Linked DNA regions of Rattus norvegicus: region 2 is linked to region 1. A link is a contact called in public Hi-C data. All regions are on one chromosome and are shown on one strand. Each heading gives the region's core, a stretch centred on a gene start, on an enhancer-like site or on the middle of the called end of the contact. The rest is flanking DNA. Distances are from core to core; before and after follow the strand shown.

What was found. A called contact is a pair of places that touch in the nucleus more often than the background predicts.
Region 2: a Hi-C map of psoas muscle shows a contact between it and region 1, with 1.7 times the contacts expected there. The contact joins the enhancer-like site here to the promoter of Ppp3cb in region 1. A contact is called at or near these places in 2 of 12 Hi-C or Micro-C datasets (the Rat2 cell line and psoas muscle).

Annotation. Positions count from the first base shown.
Region 1 is chr15:3,807,696-3,811,305 of GRCr8, reverse strand. It overlaps Ppp3cb (protein phosphatase 3 catalytic subunit beta), which reads right to left and starts at 2,044. Exons shown (of 14, transcript NM_017042.2): 1 at 1,921-2,044. The coding sequence starts at 2,005. LOC103693236 (a long non-coding RNA gene) reads left to right here. Exons shown (of 2, transcript XR_005493820.2): 1 at 1-1,909.
Region 2 is chr15:3,922,860-3,926,263 of GRCr8, reverse strand. Cfap70 (cilia and flagella associated protein 70) reads right to left here. Exons shown (of 29, transcript NM_001108370.2): 9 at 1,386-1,485. Among named protein-coding and RNA genes, the nearest start is that of Cfap70, 23 kb to the right of the region's middle. Within about 2 kb of position 1,998, at least 3 of the 93 cell types and tissues checked have an H3K27ac peak or open chromatin away from gene starts, as enhancers often do.

The DNA.
Region 1 (3,610 bases), core at 795-3,294:
CTGCCTCTGCCTCTGCCTCCAGAGTGGTGGGATTAAAGGCATGTGCCACTGCAGTATCAGGATTTCTAAGACATTCCACATGGAAATGAAAGTTGTCACCATGAAGAAGATACAAATAAAATACAGCAGGCATTAGCCATAAGCTTTATAACTGAAATTTCCCAAACAAGCTCCTTTCCTCCTAAGAAAATGGTTTTCATTTCAAAACAATAAACTGTAAATGGACATGTATTAGACTTACAACTCACCCCTAAGGAATATCTGCCTTATGCTTGGAAACTCATTTTTCCTTCATTAAAGCACTATGGGAAAAAGACTGCCACATAAATGACAAGGAACAAGATTCACATAAGGACAACATAAATACATGATTCAGGACTGTGACTAGTTCCCTCAGCTATTATTCTGATGAGAAGTATCCAGAGAAATAAGCATACAGGAAATACAGTTAAGAAAATAAAGAGGAGGCCATTGCCTGTTTCAACCCCCACCTACAAAACTACAGGTATTGATAGGATCAGCGACTGATTTTGTCTCTTTCTTAAGGCAAAAGAAAAAAAAAAAAATCCCAGAAAAAGAAGCTCAAAAACTCTTTAGTTCATTCTAACGCCTAACCCAACCACATAAGCCTAGGTTTGAATATATTTGGTCATGCTTTAAGAACCAAAAAGTGCAGACTGAAAACAGAAAACACATAGGTGGGCAGTGAGTGGTGGTGCACACCTTTAATCTGAGCTCTCAAGTGGCAGAGGCAGGCAAATCTCCTCTAAGTTTCAGGCCAACCTGGTCTACAGGTTCCGTTCCAGGACACAGAGTATCTCGGGAAAACTACCACGAAACACACACACACACACACACACACACACACACACACACACACACACGCTCGAGAAAAGGGTTTCTTGTTTTAAATATTTTAATGGCAAACCACAGTCACAGTTCAAAACAAAACTAACAGTATTTAAACAATGTGCCAGTCTGTACTTGACACTGTATTTGAAAATTAAAATAACTTTAAAGAAAAATAATTTCAGTTCTTACTAATATCCACAGTATTAGTGTAGTAGATGTGGTAGCTCTCTTTGAGAGCTTGGACTTTTAAAGAACTCTCAACTGCCTCTCAATTTATCTTAAATAAATCTGTTTATCTGTACACAAACGTCCATTATCTCCTCCCTCCTTGGCACAGAAGAATTTCACTTTTTTTCTAAAGAGTATAACGCGTGTTTAGAGACGATACGTAAAACCCTTTCTGTTACGTGCTGACGGTTTTTAAAATAACTACCACTTCCTATACATGCGACTTTTCTGGGGGGGGGGGGGGAGGAGTTGTCCTCTCTGCAATACTGCCCTGCAGCTACGTCTGGGTTCCTAAGTCACGCCTGGATCCTTCACTCTTGTCCAGTCCCATATGGTTTTCCCCAATTTCCGCGCCGGGTGGCACCTGAGGACCGAGCGCAAACACCCTGCTGTTGGCGCTCGCAAGGCGCTGTCACCCGGGAGCAGGCGTGGGCCAGAACCCGGACGAGTCCGCCGGCGTGAAGCTAAGGGAATCCGGGGCCCCACGGTGCGCCCCGGCCAGCCGGAGTGCAGCTGTCGATGAGCCGGAAGCTCAACACGGGCACTGCGCCGGTAACAGGCAATGCAGGAAAGAAAGGGGCTCGCTGCGGCGGACCGCCCTAACCCCGCGTTAGCGACACCCCGCACAGAACCCCCGCCCGGGCCTGCAGGGCGAGCGGGAGACGGCCGAGCAGCCAACGCCTGGGCCCGGCCCAGCGGGGACCCGCCCAGGGGCCACTCCCCAAGGGAGGCAGCCAGTCACTCGCCCGCCCCGCCGGGCCGGCTCCGGAGGGGACGGACTCCCGCCCGCCTTCACACCGCGCCTCACGCCAGGCCCCCAGGGCTTCGGGTACCTCTCACCTTTGACGACGCGGTCGGCCCCGAGGGGGGGCGGCGGGGGCGGGGGAGGGGGCGGCGCGGCCCGGGCCGGCTCCGGGGCGGCCATGCTGGGCCCGGGGCTCGGCTAGGTGCCGGGCCGGGCGGGGTTGGGGGCGGGGGCGGCGGCTACCAGAGCCGAGCGGCGGCGCCGCCGGGGAACATGGCGGACCCTCTTTCCCTTCAGAGGGGCTAAGACCGTCATGCACCGCGCGTGCGGGGGCGGGGGCGGGACAGGCTCCAGGGACTTGAGCAAAATTACCGAAGCTACTACAGAAACGGGAGCAGTCCAAGGGACCAGGTGAAAATTCCTGACATGCAGAAAGACAAGCCAGTAAAGAGAAGGGTGCAGACTAGACTTAGGGACTGTTGATGAGTGCAAGGTAAAAAGAACATTTTTCTGGCCTCTTTGGAGCCCAGGGAAATGAAGAGATGTAATGTGACCTCAGAATTTCCCACTATTAGACAAATATATGACAATTTATCTACAAAATCTGAGTAGGGACAAAAATGAAAGAAGCATTGGAAAATGTAAAGAGTAGCATTATTGGTGCGAGAGATGGCTCAGTGGTTAAGAGCACTGTCTGCCCTTCCAGAGGTCCTGAGTTCAAATCCCAGCAACCACATGGTGGCTCACAACCATCTGTAATGAGATCTGGTGCCCTCTTCTGGTGTGTCTGAAAACAGCTATAGTATGCTCATATATAATAAATAAATAAACTTTAAAAAAAAAAGGAAGAGTGCTATTATCATTTAAAATGGAATTTGTCCTTTACTGCCAGACCTCAGGAGGCAGAGGTAGCCACTCAGGGCAACAAAGTGAGACTGTCTCAACAAACGGGAGGGGGGCATAGAGGGTTGCATAGAATTCCAACCCTTGGTTTGGGTTTGGAAGAGTCCAAAGGCACATAAATTCAGCTGACAAAGTCTAAGCACCATGATTTAAGAACCAAAAGGAGTCAAGGGAAGTAGGGAATGACATCAAGAGATATTCAGAAACCTGTTAAGATTCACCTGGAAAGGCTATGGGCTTTCTTAATTCATTGGGCAAATACATTTGAAGTTAGAGAGATGGTCCAATGGATAAAGGTGCTTGCAGCCAAGGTGGGTGACCTAAATTCCTTGGGATGAATCCACTTGGTGGAAGGAGTCAATGGAAAGAAGGAATAGATTCCTTCAAGTCTGACCTCTGCTAAAACGTTGAGTAAGTAAGTAAGTAAGTAAGTAAGTTAAATGTAATAGAAAAGTTGGAAAGCGGACACTAAGTAGGTAGAAAACTGAAGTTAGTTCCTTATCTGTATATACACAGAATTTGGGTGTGGGCAACTTACATATCCAGGTCGGCTAGCGTCCATAAGGCCAAGAAACAAGAAGAGATTGTTCCATCAATAACTATCGGTTACTCTAAGATGGCTCAGGCTGTAAAGGCACCAAACCCAATTATGGAACCACAGGGCACACACGGTAGAAAAAGAGAGCTGACTGCTACAATGTACTCTGGCCTTCATGCGTCTGTCTCATATATATGCAGCCACTGCAATTCTTATAAAAGGTTAGAGGAGTATGTATGACACGAATGGTGTTGAAAGGTTCAGGGGCCAATATATCTAAGGCCCATGTGTCTGTTACAGCATCCAAATAGGATGAAACAAGAAAGTCCTCTGTATCCTATCAA
Region 2 (3,404 bases), core at 749-3,248, 120 kb before region 1:
TCCAAATGACAGAAATGTGGATTTCTCTTTTTGAGACTGACGTAATGGGTATCACATGACTGCATCTATTTTCCTGCAAATGACAATACTTTATACTTTATGGCTGAAAAAAATCTGTTATGATTTATAGTCTTACCGTAGGTGCCATAAGAAGTAGTCATTTTTATCTAGGTCAAATTGGTGATATAGTTCAGTCTAGTTAATTTAGACTTGACCTACAGAATGCGTTAGACTGCTTGTTACTGTGATTGGTAAACCACGGTTCTGGAAAGACAGGGTTTCGTGGACCTGGAGTCACGTCCCGTATCATTTTTTCCTGTGTACGTGTCTTTACTACTCCTGTGTATAAATTCCATGAGGGTAGAGGTCATTCAGTAGACTGCCTTTTAAAAGGTCATGGTACCGAAAGGGAAGCCCCATAGTTTTAGAGCCATTCCCCTGTGGCTGGCTCCATAGCTTTGCTACTGTGAACTGTGCGGAATGTGCTGACTTGGAGTCATTTGGGCAAATACTCAGAAGTGAATGGTACAGCTATGACATATGCTAGACCTATTTTTAGCTTTTAAGGAGCCTCCATGCTAATTTCCACCCTGACCAGTAGTGAATAAGGCTGCCTTTTGTTTGTTATGGTGGTAACATTTTCGTTATACCAAAGAGCCTTTTCAAAGCCAAGTCAAATGACTTAGATGCTTGCTGAGGGCTGGCTGTGAGTTGTGTGATGTGCTAGGTTTGTGCAGACTATAAAAGCGGACAATAAAAGACTGAATGACCCTTACCCTCATGGAATTTATACACAAGGAGTAAGGGTGCAACATAGACAGGGAAAGCAATATGGAACATGTTCCAGGCTCACAAAACCCTGTCTTTCCAAAGCCTTGGTTTAATCTATTAATCCTATTACAGTAACATGCAGTCTAGCACATCTGCAGGTAAGCCTAAGTTAATTAGATTGAGCTGAATCACTCATTTTGACCTAGATAAAAATGATTGTTTCTTATGGTACCTCTGGTAAGACAATAAGGCAGGGTCAGGGGAAATCAGTATCTGAAAATACTGAGCAACAGGGGACTTCTGTGGCCAACCAATCATCCTGGGTTCCCTGGGAACTGAGCGGTCAGTACATCAGGACCCCAAAAAAGTCCTAGGCAAAGAACCACAAATGGGTCACATAGGGGAAACAGCCACATAAAACTGGATTAGACACAGAATAACAGATTTGACTTGATAGGTCACTTCTAATTATAAAACTTGAGGGGAAGGCTCTGTGTCTAGGCTGCTCTCCAACTCCGGATCTAATATGATCCTTGTCTCAGTCTCCCAGTGCCGGGAACCATGGCAGAAGCCACCACACCCTATCGTTTTATTTTAGGGATCCACATGTTTACCTTCTCAAGTTTGCCTGGCTTGGCTTTGGGTACAACGATCAAAGGCACTCTTGTGATCTCCACGGGCCAGAGTCGGCAATCAGCAATTCGCTTCTGAAAACTGCAAATTAAAAATCAGACCATCAGCACTATCTGCAAACGCAAATGGCACAGCTTAAAAGGAAACATTCTTTTCTAGGAAATTATGAGTAAAATGAGCTGGGGATATGGCCCAGTTGGTCAAGTGAGTGTTTCTCTAGAAAGTAATGGAATACGTGTGGGGTGTGTGTGTGTGTGTGTGTGTGTGTGTGTGTGTGAGTATGTGCATGAGAGACACACAAAGACAAGGACAGAGAGACAGAGAATGTCTGTCTTAATAGGCAGACGGGTTTATGTTTGTTTGAGAGACTAGGATAGCCCCGCTTGGTTTCAAACTTAGAACCCTTCTATTTTAAGCTCCTGGAAACCTGATTAGAGATGCCCACCACCATGCCTGCCTACACTGCTGATTTAAATTGTTTTATTATTTTGAATCATGTGCATGTATATGCATGTTTCTGTGCATGTCAGTGCAGTGCCTGGGGGTGGCACTGAATGCCCTAAGTCTGGAGCTCCTGGCACTTTCAAGCTGTCTGATGTGGGTGGTAGAACTGATCCAGTGTCCCCTGGCAGCACAGACAGTCATAATAGCTCAACCACTTCTCCAGCCCAGCTGGTTGATTTTTAGAAAACCTTCCTAGGTTTATAGATTTATAAAAATAATTTTTAAAATGCTAACAATCTCAAAAAATACATCTTTAAGTGCCATATGGCAACCTAAGCTCAACAGGAGGCTAACACAAGAGGATCACAAGTTTGAGGGCTGCACAGTGAGCTCCAGGCCAGTCTGGGATACATAGCAAGGCCCTGTCTCAAAACCAAACAAACACCGGGGAGGTGTGGGGTGGTGGTGCATGCCTTTAATCTTAGCACTGCTGGACAGGAGCTGGATTTCAGACAGCCTAGCCTCATCTACACAGGGAGATCCTATCTAAATAAACAAAACACTGAAAATTGGCCAGTATAGTACCAGGAAATAAAAACTAAATTTTGACAAATTTTTTGAAACTAAGAGTTGAAAATTTCCAGGGAACCCAGATATAAGGGCTACCTGTTCTAAGGGTCGGCGCCCTGCAGGAGGGAAACCTCATGCTTCAAGGAGGGATGGAGAGTAAATGGTTTGAAATACTCCCCAGTGGCCAGTGTTGTTTGTTTGTTTGTTTGTTTGTTTGTTTGTTTGAGGCAGGATCTCACTATGTAGCCCTGGTTGACCTGGAACTTTCTGGGTAGAACAGGCTGGTCTCGAGCTCACAGATCAAGTTCCGTGAGGTTAAATTATCTCCGATCATGGACCCTGGATGAGTGGCAGGTCCTGCACTCCTGAAGCTTCCACTGTGTCGTTACACCTCACCAAACGTGCCCACTAACCAGTCTCACTACAGCTGCCCTGCAAAAGGAGAAGTAACGTTTTTTTCTCAGACAGGAAACCAGCCAGCAGCCCTGACCGGTGAGGAAAGGCTCTACATGTGTGTTAATGAGCAGACAGAAAGTGCTAAAGGTTACAGAGAAACAAAATACTGAGTCGTAAGTTCAAATCCATAGAACACGAGGAAAACGCCCAAACATTTAATTAAAGTAAAACAACTAAAACTTTGTCTTATTCTTTTTTTTTTCTTTTTTTTCTTTTTTTTCGGAGCTGGGGACCAAACCCAGGGCCTTGCGCTTGCTAGGCAAGCGCTCTACCACTGAGCTAAATCCCCAACCCCACTTTGTCTTATTCTTAATTGATCTAATGGATTAGTATGTGCTCAAATTAACGTGAGCAACAGTTTATCCTCAGCAAAATCAAGTCCATCAGCATGTGAAAGGAATTACATGTGACCAGGTAGACCTCTGAAATATCTGCCCAATTTTTAAAAAAATAAATGTTAAACTATTCTGGGAAAAAATTAATGTTTTTAAAAAGCCAGAGCTGAGGGGTTGGGGATTTAGCTCAGTGGT